Regions from separate parts of the Mus musculus genome. Here regions 1 and 3 are each linked to region 2. Evidence: chromatin contacts called from public Hi-C data. All regions are on one chromosome and are shown on one strand. The core of a region is the stretch at or near the end of the contact, and the rest is flanking DNA. Distances in the headings are between cores, read along the strand shown.

Evidence for each region. A called contact is a pair of places that touch in the nucleus more often than the background predicts.
Region 1: a contact with region 2 is called in a Hi-C map of CD4 T cells, with 4 times the contacts expected there. The contact joins the promoter of Nt5dc3 here to the promoter of Tmpo in region 2. A contact is called at or near these places in 1 of 39 promoter capture datasets (pre-B cells) and 1 of 484 Hi-C or Micro-C datasets (CD4 T cells).
Region 3: a Hi-C map of CD8 T cells shows a contact between it and region 2, with 3 times the contacts expected there. The contact joins the promoter of Ndufa12 here to the promoter of Tmpo in region 2. A contact is called at or near these places in 2 of 39 promoter capture datasets (liver and pre-B cells) and 1 of 484 Hi-C or Micro-C datasets (CD8 T cells).

The regions. Positions count from the first base shown.
Region 1 is chr10:86,777,068-86,781,452 of GRCm38.p6, forward strand. Nt5dc3 (5'-nucleotidase domain containing 3) reads left to right here and starts at 1,938. Exons shown (of 14, transcript NM_175331.3): 1 at 1,938-2,244. The coding sequence starts at 2,043.
Region 2 is chr10:91,170,189-91,175,001 of GRCm38.p6, forward strand. It overlaps Tmpo (thymopoietin), which reads right to left and starts at 1,431. Exons shown (of 4, transcript NM_011605.3): 1 at 850-1,431. The coding sequence starts at 1,125.
Region 3 is chr10:94,197,186-94,201,793 of GRCm38.p6, forward strand. Ndufa12 (NADH:ubiquinone oxidoreductase subunit A12) reads left to right here and starts at 1,850. Exons shown (of 4, transcript NM_025551.4): 1 at 1,850-1,945; 2 at 2,765-2,847. The coding sequence starts at 1,860. It overlaps Nr2c1 (nuclear receptor subfamily 2, group C, member 1), which reads left to right. Exons shown (of 14, transcript NM_011629.3): 14 at 1-29.

The DNA.
Region 1 (4,385 bases), core at 688-3,187, 4.4 Mb before region 2:
TAGGAACTGGCTGTCATTTTTTTATAGCAGTGCTGGCGCGTGCTCGCAAGCTCTTAACAGACTACGCCAGGTCCCTAGCACCTATTTTGGATTCTTTCATCAGATATTTTCTTTTAACTCTGCAGGAGTGGTCACTATCCAGGTCTGGGGATTCAGTTTTCTTACTCTCTTATAACGCTGTATCTGGTTTTAGTTACAAAGGGTGGGTTTCAAGTGATCCACGTTTCTATGGTAAGTACAACAATCGTGATTCCACAGGGTCCTATAGTCTAAGAGAATATATAGAAGCACTCTTACCAATCGTAATTTAAAAAAAAATTCTATAGTATATTTTGACTTAAAAATTCACCTAAGTAAAATTGATGATTGTTATCACCAAAACTTTTTATTAGTAAAAATAAGAAAAGATAGGAAGTGAAATGTCCTCAAGTCATAAAGGAAGCTTTTAATGACCAGAGCCCATGGATTTGATAGCATATCGATTTGCACATTTTATTGTCCTCCAATTTTATCACTGATCCATAAAACATTAACCTGTAACAGTTAAGGATTACTTTCTAGCTACCGTCCTCCCTACCACCCAACAGAAGAGGGGACTCAGCTCTGTGACGATAGGCAAGCAATCTCACCTCTGTTGTGCCTCGGTTTCATTGTGTTTAAAGGAGAGACGCGGTACGTTCCTTTTAAGACAGCTGGGAAGAGTGTATGCGATAAAATATACAGCCAGCTTTCTATTAATGGTTTTCATTATCAGTCAGGGACTAGCTCCAGTGTCATCACCTTCCACAAAAACATCTGACTCTTCCAGCCCACAACTTGAGTCGCTAATGCTTGGGGTTGTCTCACACTGTGCCTTGTCTGTCCTCTCATTATTCTAGCCATTCCCACTATAACCGCCCCCCCCTACTCAGTGGTCACCATGGGATACTTTGGGAATTTCTTGGGGCCCAGTGTTTCTCAGGTAGGTCTTGAATTGGTGATAGAAAGTCCCGCAGGAGCGGCATGGAATAAGTGCAGTTAAGCAAGTGAGTGGAACAGGTACCAAGCGTGCTGCCAGCGTGGGCAGGAGACTGCTAATCATGTCCGGAGGACCTCTCTGGAGGTGGGAACCCGGCTTTCCAGAGGCCTGCACTGTTAAGGAAATTTACATTTATCGGGAGTCTTCAGGGGCAGGATCTTGCAGACGACTTTAGACCTCGAGTGTAATCTCGGCCCAGCAACTCTTTAAAGGGCAACTCTTGGATAGGCCCAAGCTCAGCCTCAGGGCAGTCTCAGAGAGGCACCTGAGATCCAGGAGATACCTGCAGAAGCCTTTGACACGGAGTGGGTCGCATTCCAGAGACTGGGATCAGAGATGGATAGTGCGTACACTCATCAGTGCAATCAGAATTGGGGCCCGCCACGGAAGGCAAGAGGAAGGTAGAGCAGAGTCTTGCTGGCAGCGATAGGGTCGGAGATGAGTCATCCTAGCCCGTGTGACTTCAACCACCCTCCGCCCCCTCCTGCCTCGCGGGTCAGGAAGTGACCGCAGCCGACCGGGCGCTGAGCCCTGGCAGCTCCGGCCACGCCCAACCCGCTTTCTCTAAGGCCTCGCCCTTGACTCCGCCTTTGACTCAACCCAGACTCCGTCCCACTCCATTTCCACAGGCCCACACCTGACCCAGCCTCTAACTGGCCTAGGCCCCCGGCTCTGTCTCCCCAGGTTCGGTCCCTGACTCTGCCTCTGACGCAATCGAGATGGTCCAACTCATTCTCTCTCTAGACCCTATTCTTTACTCAGCCGGGGCATTCCTCTTTCCAACCAGGCCCCGCCCCTGACCCAGCTCAGGCCCCACCCATCCCGCAGCTCCTAGCCTAATCCTTGACCCCGCCTCCTGCTTCCCTCTAGAACCCGCCCACCTCCCCAGCCTCGCCCCCGGCTCCGCCCCACCGTGGGTGGTTCTTGGGCCGCGCCGGCACTTGCTCAGACGTAGGAACTGCCGGCGTGCGTCCCGGAGCCTCGCGACGCTGGCCATCCGTGCCACTGGCAGCTTAGAGGCAGCATGGCCACGGTGGCAGCGGCGGCCCGCGGGGCCGGGGCGAGGGCGGCGGCAGGGCTGCGGAGTTGCGGCGGGGCCGTGGCTCGAGAACGACCGCGCTCGGGCTGCGCTCGGCGCCTGTGCTCTGCCCCGGCTGCCCCGGCTGCCGTGGACATGAAAAGCTACCTGTGGGCGCGCTACCACGAGGCGAAGAGGAGCACGGACGGTGAGTGCGTGTCCCAGCTTGCGCCGCCCACTCGAGGACCCCTCGGGTCCCCCGCACCCTGCCTCTGTCGCGCGGCCCCCGCGGGGAAGGCGACTCTAAAACTTCGCAACTCTTTTTTGGCTTTCCCCCGCCGGGGAAGCTATTTCATACCTGGGGATTGTTAAATCTGGAGTGTACATCGCAAGTGCTCTGGGCCGCTGCGAGAGTTCCAAGGGCGTCGGTAGGAAGACATTCCCCCAAACACCGTTAGGTGTCATTCACCCTGGGAATGGTAGTAGCAGCCCAGCTTGCTGCCGCGCTGTCCTAGACAGGCTCCAGCGCAGGCGACTGGGTCAGGAGGATGAGCCGGTCTCCCTTTTGCAGGGTGGAGTAGATAAAATGTGCTGTTTGAAAGGGGAGGGTGGTCTGGTTATCCACCGCCCTCTGCGAGGAGAAGAGGAATACTTGTGGTCAGGTGAACTGAGAAAGAGCTTGGCTGGGCGGTTAGGGAATCGGAGAAGGAATGGAAAGAGGAACCAGATTATAATAGTATCAGGTATTGATGTCGACTCTGAATCGCCCATAGCCTCCGGAGGAGGGGGTCATGTCCATTATGTAGACGGGAAGGGCGAGCAAGGGGCCTAAGCAAAAACTGATTTTGACTCAGGGTCGGGAATCCATTGTCCTGTGTGTTGCTTTGTGCTTCTTGCAGTCAAACGTTTGGAACCTGGAGTAAAGGGCCAGTGAAGCACAGACACTGAAGCTGTCAGAGGACACTGGGATTTGGGGAGGGGGTGGTTTGGGGAGGGTGCTACATGAGGAAGGGGGTTGGTGAGGGAACGTTTTTGTAGGATTTCCATTTGCATCTTTGGCCACATGCCTGTTCAAGTGAAACAAAACCCACCTGGAATATCTTCACAACACATTCCGAGGTGTAAGCAATGGAGACTTCTTTGAAAGAGTGGCTTATTGGTTTTGGCCAGGCAAGTGTTTTGAGATGGGTTGTGTATTCCAGGCCTTAAAGTCATGAGTCTCCTGTGTGTTCTATCCTTCCAGGCGGGCGGGAACCACCATTCCAGGCAAACGTGTGTCCTGTCAGGGCCCTGTCAGCTCTTCTCTCTTGCTTAGTTTCCTCTTTCTTTTTGGTCTTTTTGAGACAGGGTTTTAAGGTAACCTTAAACTTGAAGCAATCCTCCTGCCTCAGTCTTTCAAGTGCTGGAGTTATAGACACGAACCACTCACTACTCCTGTCTTTTGTTTTTCTTTTCTTTTGTTTTGTTTTGTTTTGGTTTTTTTTGTTTTTGTTTTTTGTTTTTTTTAAGACAGGATTTTTCTCTGTAGTCCTGGAACTCACTCTGTAGACCTGGGTGGCCTCGAACTCAGAGAGATCTCATGTCTCTCTCCTGGAATCCTGGGATTAAAGGTGTGTGCCACTATGCCAGGCTATTCTGTATTTTTGGTTAAAAACTTTACTGACATGTATGGAGAGAATGAAATACAGAAACCCCTATACAATATTTAAACCCATTTGGCTGTGGGATTGGGACAATTCACACATGTCCTCTTGAGGAGTGAGCTATGGTTAAATGACTCAGTGTTTTGGTATGTACCTACTATGGAACAATACTTAACAATAAAAAGAAGAGTACCATTCATCTAACATACAAAAAAAATGTATATTTTAGGGAGTTACACTGTGGAGTGTGTCTGTGGGGTGGGGGTAGGAAGCCAGTCTCCAAAGGTTGAAGGGTAATTGCATCTTTAGAAGAAACTAGAGGTAAAATTTCTTCTCTCTTGATATTTTAGACAGGGTTTACCCCTTGTGGCCTGTGAGAATTAGAAAGGTCCTGAAGTTTGTTCACCCATACAGAAAATGGGGATATTACTGACGTGGTAGAGTTTTGGTATGGTGTAATGAGTCCCCCCACCCTCCCAGTTAGCCTCTGAGAATAAAGCAGTATTGGGTTGTAGACAGAGATCAGTCCTGGGGAGTGTCGGTTTGGGGTGCTAAGTCCGGAGCATGAAAAGCTGAGTTTCTTCCTCTCTGGCCCTTAGTTGCAGTAAGGGGATAACATAGCTTGGTGTTTCTTCTTCCTCTTCCTCTTCTTCCTCTTCCTCCTCTTCTTCCTCTTTCTCCTCCTCCTTTTTCTTCTCCTCCTCCT
Region 2 (4,813 bases), core at 181-2,680:
CTGTTAACTAAATATAAACCTACAAAATACTATTTAAAACGTACCCCCAAAAAGCCAGCAACCAAAAAAAAAAAAAAAAAGGCAAAATGATACACACCGGCAGGAACGCATCTTACATCTCACTGGCCTGAGGCATTCAAATTCAAATACTGATACATCAGTATGTCATAAACTTTTCTTTTTGCTTCCGGATCTTTACTTCCTCCAGCAAAAATCTTACAACGATAAAACAAAACGCTCACTAGCTGGGATTCTCCAGGATGTCTACGGGAACAAACTTTTCCAAATGCAACGTACTTAAAACGTCCCGTTTACAGTACAGCAAACCCACTTAAGGCGGGGCCTGATGACTGGAAGAATATGACACGCGAGGAAACAAAACGGTTCAAAAAGCCCTCCATCTGTTTAAAAAAAAAAAAAAGTCAACAACATAAAAAGGCGGGAATGCCTTTATTTAAAAAAAAAAAAAAAAAAGGCCAGAAATGACTATGTCGCAAACTGCCCTCCAGGGAGCGCTCTGACACTGTTGCGAGTCACTTCGGCGCTAAAGCGGGAAAACGCTACAACTTCACCTCGCGCGCCGGGGGCCAAGCCTGTCGGGCTTTAGAAAACGGCTCGGAAGGCCGCGTCTACACCCACTCCGGACCGTGCACCCGGCCCGAGCAGCCAAGCAGCACAGCCGGGGCGGCTCGCACCGAGGACTCCCCTCTCCGCGCCTTCCCCGGCGGCCTCGCGATCGGGGCGCCGCCGCGGGCACGGGGAACCCCGCGAGGGGGCCAGCCCCGCCGCCGAGCACGCGCCGCGGCCGCCAAACGCCCGTCTCCGCGGCCCCGGGGGGGTTCGCCTTACCCTGCCGACGGCGCCGCGGCCGCGACCCACGGAGGCCCCGGAGCCGAGCACCGGCGTGGGCTCGCGCTCCTCGTCGCTCGAGAAGTCGGGCGGCCCTTTGCTGTTGGCTCCCGCGGCGAGCGGCGGCCGGTTGCGCGCCGTGAGGTGCTGCAGGTAGAGCTGCACGTACACGTCCTTGCGCTGCTCGCCGGCCGGGAGCGTCACGTTGTTGGCGACCAACTCGCTCTTCAACTTGTCTTTGGTCAGGACCGAAGGGTCCTCTAGGAACTCCGGCATCTCGTCCCCCTCCTTCTCTCCTCCCCGGCCCCTCACAGTCGCCGCCGCCGCTGCTCACGCCGGCGCGCTCGCTCGCTGGTCCCGGGGGCTGCGCCCGCCGCCTCGGGAGATCCCTGCCCCGGAGCGGCGCCGCGGGCACGGCACAGAACTCGGGACACAAAACCCAGGTCCGGCCCCCGCCACAAAAAGCCCCTGGCGCACGACTGGGGAGCAAGTGCAGCCGAACCCGGAGCCCGCAGCGAGCCGAGCCCATACACAAGCTAGTGCGTGGGGTGGGGTGGGGGGAGCCTGGCTCGCGCACGCCCCAAGAACGCGCGCCGCCATTGGCGGGCGCCCGGAGGAAGCGCGCCACCCATTGGCTGGGCGGCTCGCGCGGGTTCCAGCCGCCGCGGCGCAGGGCGAGAGGTGCAGAAACGCAGTTTAAAAGGCGCTCGGGCGGGAGCTCGGGCGCGGGGCCCGCTGTTTCCTCGGCTCTCCGCCCTTCCCCTCGGACGCTGATAAGGGATGGGCGGTACTGGGTTTGCACGCTGTTTCCCTCTCTCCTGGCCCCCTGCACCGGAGAAGCCTCGTCCCGGCCTCGATCGCCTTCGGACGGGCGGAGTTCTGCGCCAGCTCTCTTGAGGACCCTTTGCCCGGGCCTGGCTCCTTCCCGGGACACCGAGCCCCCCTGAAGAATGGCGGCCGACTGGCCTTGCCCCCTCCGAGTGCTGGCCCTGGAGGGGAAGCGTGAAAACCAGACAGGCTGTGGTGCGGGATGCGCAGGAAGTCAAATCCCCTCGGTTCGCAAACGCTTCTTTTGTCTGGAATCTAGGGAAAGCCAGACTTCCACAGCTGAAGGTTTCCATACAGCTTTAGTTTGTTACAAAATTGCATTTTTAAGTCTCCCTTTGCCTTCTTTTACCAAACCCTTTGGTTTCCATAGTTCTTGGGGCTTAAAACAAATGCCTTCTTTGTATTTTTAAGCCGTCTAGGTTAAGACCCCCACCCCAAGCACCAAGGATTTCCCCTAACTTCATCAAACCTAATGTTTGGTAATGGAACAAGATGAAACGCAACATTTAGAAAGTCTCTAGTATTCAACTTTATGTGCCTGTAGTGGTGCATACTAATTTTTTAATTTTAGAGGGAGCCAGGAACCCTGTAAAACTCATGCTGCTGATTCAAGTTAGCGTCTCAAATGTGCCACAGTTCTGTTTTCTGGAACACAATACTGACCAGAAATGTTTCCTATTAACAAATTACATATATGGGCGAACATGATCAGAGTTAAATTTATGTAAAAAGTCCGCAATAAGATGTGTAGTTAATAAACGCTAATGAGCCGGGCGTTGGTGGCGCACGTCTTTAATCCCACCACTTGGGAGGCAGAGGCAGGTGGATTTCTGAGTTCGAGGCTAGCCTGGTCTACAGAGTGAGTTCCAGGACAGCCAGGGCTACACAGAGAAACCCTGTCTCGAAAACAAAAAAAAAAAAAAAACAAAAACAAAAATAAAAAGCGAATGAAAGCATGTATAGTGTTTCAATGTATCTAGGGTTTTGAACAATGTGAATGTCTACACAGGAAATGGTTCAGGACACTGCTCGTGAGAGGAAGCAGCTGACCTCAGATTCAGAGTCTCTTAATCATTCCCTCAGTGTCTTAAGCTCTAGATTATGTTCTATAAAAAAGCCTTAAATTTAAGCATGAACAAAATTAAAAATATGAACAAAAATATTTAAACTGTGCTTACCTATGTCTACATGGTTAAATTGGAAGACGTTGAAAAGCAAAACCCTCAGTAAAAATGGACCTATAAATCTGAAGATAGGTTTTCTTTTGTGTTTTCAAGACAGGGTCTCTCTATGTCGTCCTGACTCTCCTAGAGTTCACTATGTAGACCAGATTGGCCTCGAACACAGCTCTGTCTACCTCCTCCTGAGTGCAGAGATCCAAAATGTGTGCCACCACTGCCTGGCAGAACATTATTTTCATGATAGATTATTTTCCTAAAGGGAATTTATTGTGTTAATTCCCCCTTTTAAAAACTCAACATTAGCCGGGCTTGGTGGCGCAAGCCTTTAATCCCAGCACTCGGGAGGCAGAGGCAGGTGGATTTCTGAGTTCGAGGCCTGCCTGGTCTACAAAGTGAGTTCCAGGACAGCCAGGGCTACACAGAGAAACCCTGTCTTCAAAAACAAAAACAAAAACAAAAAAGCATTGTAAGTCTTGAGCCCAGCACCCGTGAGGGTGAGGCAGAGACAGGCCCATCTCTGAGTTTGACCATAGCCTGGTCTACATAATGAGTTCTAGGATAGCCACAGGGCTACACAGAGAAACCCTGTCTCCACAAAACAAAACAAACCAGAAAACCTTCAATATTCACATGTGTTTAAGCAACAGTATTGTTAATCTCGTAATGTAAACTAAAAATAATATTCTACCAGCCTGGTCTACAAAGTGAGTTCCAGGACAGCCAGGGCTATACAGAGAAACCCTATCTCCAAAAACAAAAACAAAACAAACAAAAATAATGATGATGATGTAGTAACAAGTTTTTTTGTTTGTTTGTTTGTTTGTTTTTTGTTTGTTTTTTGTTTTTCAAGACAGGGTTTCTCTGTATAGCTCTGGCTGTCCTGGAACTCACTTTGTAGACCAGGCTGGCCTTGAACTCAAAGAGATCTGCCCCTGCTTCCTAGGAGCTGGGATTAAAGGGCACCACCACCACATTTATTCTCATTCTTATTTTGTTTTTTGAAGCAGGGTCTCTCTGTGTAATTGCCCTGGCTGTCCTGGAACTTGTTTTATAGACCAGGCTGGACTCAAACTCACAGATACCTGCCTGCCCTTACCTCCTGTTTTTGGGGTGTGTGTGTGTGTGTGTGTGTGTGTGTGTGTGTGTGTGTGTGTGTGTGTGTTTTTGGTGTGTGTGTGTGTGTGTCTGTTTTCTTGATGTGTGGGTATGTGCAGGCTCCTTGGGAGCACAAGGGTGCTAGAATCTCCTGAAACTGGATTCACAGACAATTGTGAACAGCCTGATATGTGTGCCTGGAAGCAAATTTAGATCCTAGAAAAGAAATGCACACTGCTCTCAACCACTGAGCCATCTCTCCAGCCCCGGAGGTGGTTTTAAACCCAGTAGCAAGCCCAACACTCAATCTGTGTTTCACAAAGAATTGCACCGTGGATGCCTGAAATTGTTCCCTAAGCAAAAACTTCACTTCATCTGTTGGGTTGCCTCCCCCAACTTAAAAAAAAAAATTCCCTGGACACTATCAATAGGGGGATGCTTGAAGAAACTAAATTTCTCAGGAGACATGACTACTGTCATCAGCTATCAAAAATTTTGCTTTTCTAGACTTTTCTCACCAAGTGACTGTTGGAGATGCCCGTGGGTATGCGTCCAGAACTCAGTGATGGAAGGAAGTCTGGTTTTTAACTGTTGTAAAGTTCCAAAGGAGAGAATATTTATCCCCCATATGCTATGTAAGGTAAGGGCAAGAGGTTAGGCTAGTAAATCTGTTTCTAACTTCAGATTTCAAACTTGCCCCTAAAAAAACGTTATGTCCAACCCTGGCTGTCCCGGAACTTGATTTATAGATCCAGCTGGCCTAGAACTCACAGAGATCCACTTGCCTCCGGAGTGCTGGGACTAAAGGTAAGTACCACCACTGCCAGACATCCCTGCCCACCCCACCCCCATCTCTTTTT
Region 3 (4,608 bases), core at 600-3,099, 3.0 Mb after region 2:
AACTGTATTAAAATGTGACTTGCATTACAAATTTCTGTATCCTGTCAATGTATTTTATTTCAATGACCTATTTATTTGGTGATTGGATGCCCTCTGCGTCATAGGGCATCCCAGTGGGAGAGCTTGTGCTTAGGTTAGCATTTACAAGGCCCTAGGTTCAGTCTCCAGCAGTAGAAGGGAGAAAAATCATATAAGCATTTTAAGAACAAAAATAATGGCAAGATGGCTTAGAGGGTCAGAGCACTTTCTGTGGAAATGCAGCTATCTGAGTTCAGTCTCTTTCCTTTGTGCTCCCCACACACACATGGAGTTTAAGATTATATAAACAAAGAAAACCTGCATCGATTTGAATAAGTACATAAAGCATAGAGAATATGATTTAACTAGTTTACTGTTACATCTGTGTAACAGTACATTTACATGTACATATACATATAAAATGTAGTCAAGAAGCAAGAGCATCAAGTCTAGGTAATAGTTGGGAAGGGAGGAGGAAGGTGCAAACGGGGAAGGATATAGAAGGGGCTTCAAAACTATTGGCAGTATGTCAAGCATCAAGGTTTTGCGGTTAGCCACCCCAAACCTACCAGTTAGAAGTGTGCATTTTCACATGAATGTATAATACAGACAGAGGTGGTCAGGGACAACCTATCTCCATTCAGTCAGAACAGGGGTCTGGCAGAAATCATGGGTTTAAATCTCTGTAGTCACTGAGTATTAGTGGCTGTTAGCTGGGACTTGCAGTGGGACAGAATCTGGGCATGGCCAGAGTCTCTCTGTTCTGCTCCTTACTGCCTACTGGCTGTGTTCTAAGGGAAAGAGCTGGAGGCCAATTTGCCTTCTATCCTGCTATCAGAAGTCTCCTGTGACTCCCCTGCATTCTAGTCATCAAAAAACATACATATTGTGAGGAATATGTAAAGACACACAGGGCTTGGAAACAATATGCAAATAACGCAAAATATTTTTAAAATGAAATTAAGAATATTAGCTGCTCTTGCCAAGGACCTGGGTTTGATCTTAGCCTACCTTGCAAGCGTGAGAAAAGAAGTTACAGCTCAGAGCCCATGTAGAAAATTCGGGTATGGTGGCACCTTTGTAGACTCAGTTCCAGGGATGTGGAGGCAGGTGTATTCCCGAGGTTCGCAATCTGGCCAGCCTTGTCGACTTGACACTTAACTATTTTTAATCTTTAATTTTATTAATCCTAGTTTCTTCTTTCTTTTCTTTTCTTTTTCTTTTTTATGGCTAGGGGTTTGCCAGTATTGTTTATTTATTTTATTATTTTGTAAAGCACTAACTCTGTGATGAAGTCTACCTAGTGTCTGTGCTTACACCTTGCAACAATAAAATAACAAATCCTTCAGGTATTTTACTTAATCTTATTCTTTGCAATTCTTCATCACTCATCTACCAGCATACCGACGCTTAATGAATTCAAAATCATACGCACTCTGTATTAAATGTACAATACCGCTGTGGGGTCAGTAATGCATTTCTTAGCTTCTAGTGCTATAAGGAATTTTTGGAATGTGCGTCATCGTTGTCTGGAGGAAGAAACTTATTTCGACAGGAGAAACTCCCATCTGGGAAAGCTTTGCTTGGCGTACTTCTCCCCGCAGGGTCGCTTTCTGGGTACAGCCTCCGAAAACATTAATTTCACCTTTAGGAAGACACCAACCTGTACTGTAAAACCCCAGATAATCCTCCCTGCGCGACCTCCAGCTCTGCGCCTGCGTAGAACGACCTCCGCGGCCGGTTGACGAGCAGGAACCTCCAAACGGTGGCGCCTTGAGTATCTCGTCTTCCGCCCGGCGGGTTTTACCCGAACACGGAAGGGGCGGACCATGCAGATGAGAATGGAGCTGGTGGAGGTCCTGAAGCGCGGCGTGCAGCAGGTCACCGGCCACGGCGGCCTGCGGGGCCTCCTACGGGTTTTCTTCAGGTAGGAGGCCAGGGCTAGACCCTGGGTCTCTGGGGACGCACCTCCGCTGGCTGCTTTCCTGGAAAGGAGCTCAGATTAGATCACTTTGGAGGTCCAGGGATCCGGTCAAGGACAAGTTCAGTCCCAAGAGTTGAGTTCCTTGGACTGAGACGTCTCTGGGCCCTACTCAGCCCCTAGTGGCGGAGCTGTGACGCAGGTGCTAGGGTAGCCGGGATGCTCCGGGCTCGAGTCCTGGGGTGTAATGAGGCTTAGCATAGCAACCCCTCTACCCCTCACGGTGACCTTGGGCAAGTTTTCCTCTGCACTGTGTACAGTAAGAAGTTGAAGGTGGCGATCATGCTAGTCCCGATTAGCCCCATAAATCGCAGCAAATCCGGAGGACCAGTGAATAATCCAGGGGACACTCGTAATACGAAGATGATGAAGTACTTTGACTGCCTGAAGGTTTTGCTAACTTAGTGTCTCAGGGTGCACGTATCTACATACGTGGACCGTAGCTGGAAAGTAGTGTTTTATATGCAATCTAAGCACATCAGTTGTTTGGTTGATTACCCCCCCCACACACACACACCTGTCTGCATGCTGCTGGGACAACACAGGAGACTCCAGAGCTCTTTGCCAGAAAGTTAATTCGTGAGCGTTGAGTGGCAAGAGCCTTCGGCTGAAGGCTAGAGGTGTACAAGCAGCGAGCATCCCCCGTAGCATCTCGTTCTTGTGTCGATGCAGAAACAGTCGGTGGTACGGTCTGTTTCTGGGTTTGTCTTGAACAGTGTGAATCATTCTGAGATGCCTTTTTTTTCCTCTGTGTACTTCTTAAAGGGCAAATGATATAAGGATTGGTACACTGGTGGGAGAAGACAAATATGGAAATAAATACTACGAAGACAACAAGCAATTTTTTGGTGAGTGCAGTATTTTCTTTTTCTTTTATTTTTTTAAGATTTATTTTATTATTATATGTAAGTACACTGTAGCTGTCTTCAGACACCCCTGAAGAGGGTGTCAGATCTTGTTACAAATGGTTGTGAGCCACCATGTGGTTGCTGGGGTTTGAACTCAGGACCTCTGGAAGAGCAGTCGGTGCTCTTAACCGCTGAGCCATCTCTCCAGCCCAGTATTTATAGATTTTGTGTGTGTGTGTGTGTGTGTGTGTGTGTGTGTGTGTGTGTGTGTGTGTGTATAAATGGATGGGGTTAGGATTCAGAGTCTAGTTTTGACATCATGCATGAACAGATACTAAGTGACTTGGAACGGAAAACTCAATAGGAAATTTAAAACGTGGGCAGAGGGGATGGCTCAGCCAGTTTGGGCACCTGCCACCATACATAGTGACCTGAAGTACACCCTTCAACGACCCCAGACCTCATCTTTCAGGTGAAGAAGCCAAGCCATCTATCACCTCATACTATTCTGTAGAGGTGTGTAAGCCAGACTTATGTGGCTGCAAGTTGGTGCCCCAGACGTTTGCATCTTATTCTGTAACATTTTCTTTTTTTTTTTTTTTTTTTTTTTTTTTTTTTTTTTTTTTTTGAGACAGGGTTTCTCTGTGTAGCCCTGGCTGTCCTGGAACTCACTCTGTAGACCAGGCTGGCCTCGAACTCAGAAATCCGCCTGCCTCTGCCTCCCAAGTGCTGGGACTAAAGGCGTGCACCACCACCGCCCGGCCAACCATAACATTTTAAACACAAACCACAGAACTTTAAGCTTTGGTCAGATTTTAAGTAATCTGAGCTGGAGCATCGTGGCTCCTGTGGTCCAAGTACTCTGAAGGCAGGGGCAAGAGAATTGCCAAAGGTCTGAGGCTAGCCAGGATAGCCTGGACTGCATAGAAACCCTATCAAACAAAACCCCAAAAACAGGTTTTCATAGATGACGCAGCCAAACCTTGAGGAAATGTCTTCGCCAAAGAGACTTGATCATATGACAGAAATGGCAACAGAGCCCCAGGGAGATATTCTTTCTACTCAGTATTTTGTTGTTAGGAATTAAAGTAACTTTCCTTCTCCCTCTTCTTTCTTCTCGTCTCACACTAAAATATAAGTACCTTTATTTTTGCTAATTGTTAGAATGATAGGTAGTATTGAAAATATTAAAATTTGTCATATAAAATAAAGAGTGAAAGCTGAGGTGAGAATATCAAGTGGTTCGGTGACCGGGAACTGTCCTTGTCGGCCCTAGGTTCAGGGATAAAAAGAAAAGGAGAGAACGTAGGAAGCGCCTTCTGTTGTGACTTTATTATTATTTTCTTTCTAGAAGGTTTTAATCACATGTACTTAAATGTGTTTTCATGCGTGGCTGTTTGAGTGCCGGGGTGCACGTGTGTCAGAGAACAACATGTGGGAGTCAGTTCTCTCCTTCCATAGTATAGGATGCAGGGATTGAACTCAGGCCCTCACACTTAGCCACAAGCCCCTTTACCTGCGGCCATCTCACTGGCCCCTGTAATTTTACTTGTATTTTAATACTGCGACTTATGCATGTTTTAAAGGCTTGAATGAGGGCCAGAGAGACAACTCTGTGATTAAGAGCTCTGGCTGCTCTTGCAGAGCCTTGGGTTCAGTTCATAGCACCCACCTGGCAGCTCACAGCTCTCTGGAACTCCAGTTCCAGGGGAATCTGATGCCTTCTTCTGGCCTCCACGGGTACCAGGCACACATGGGGTG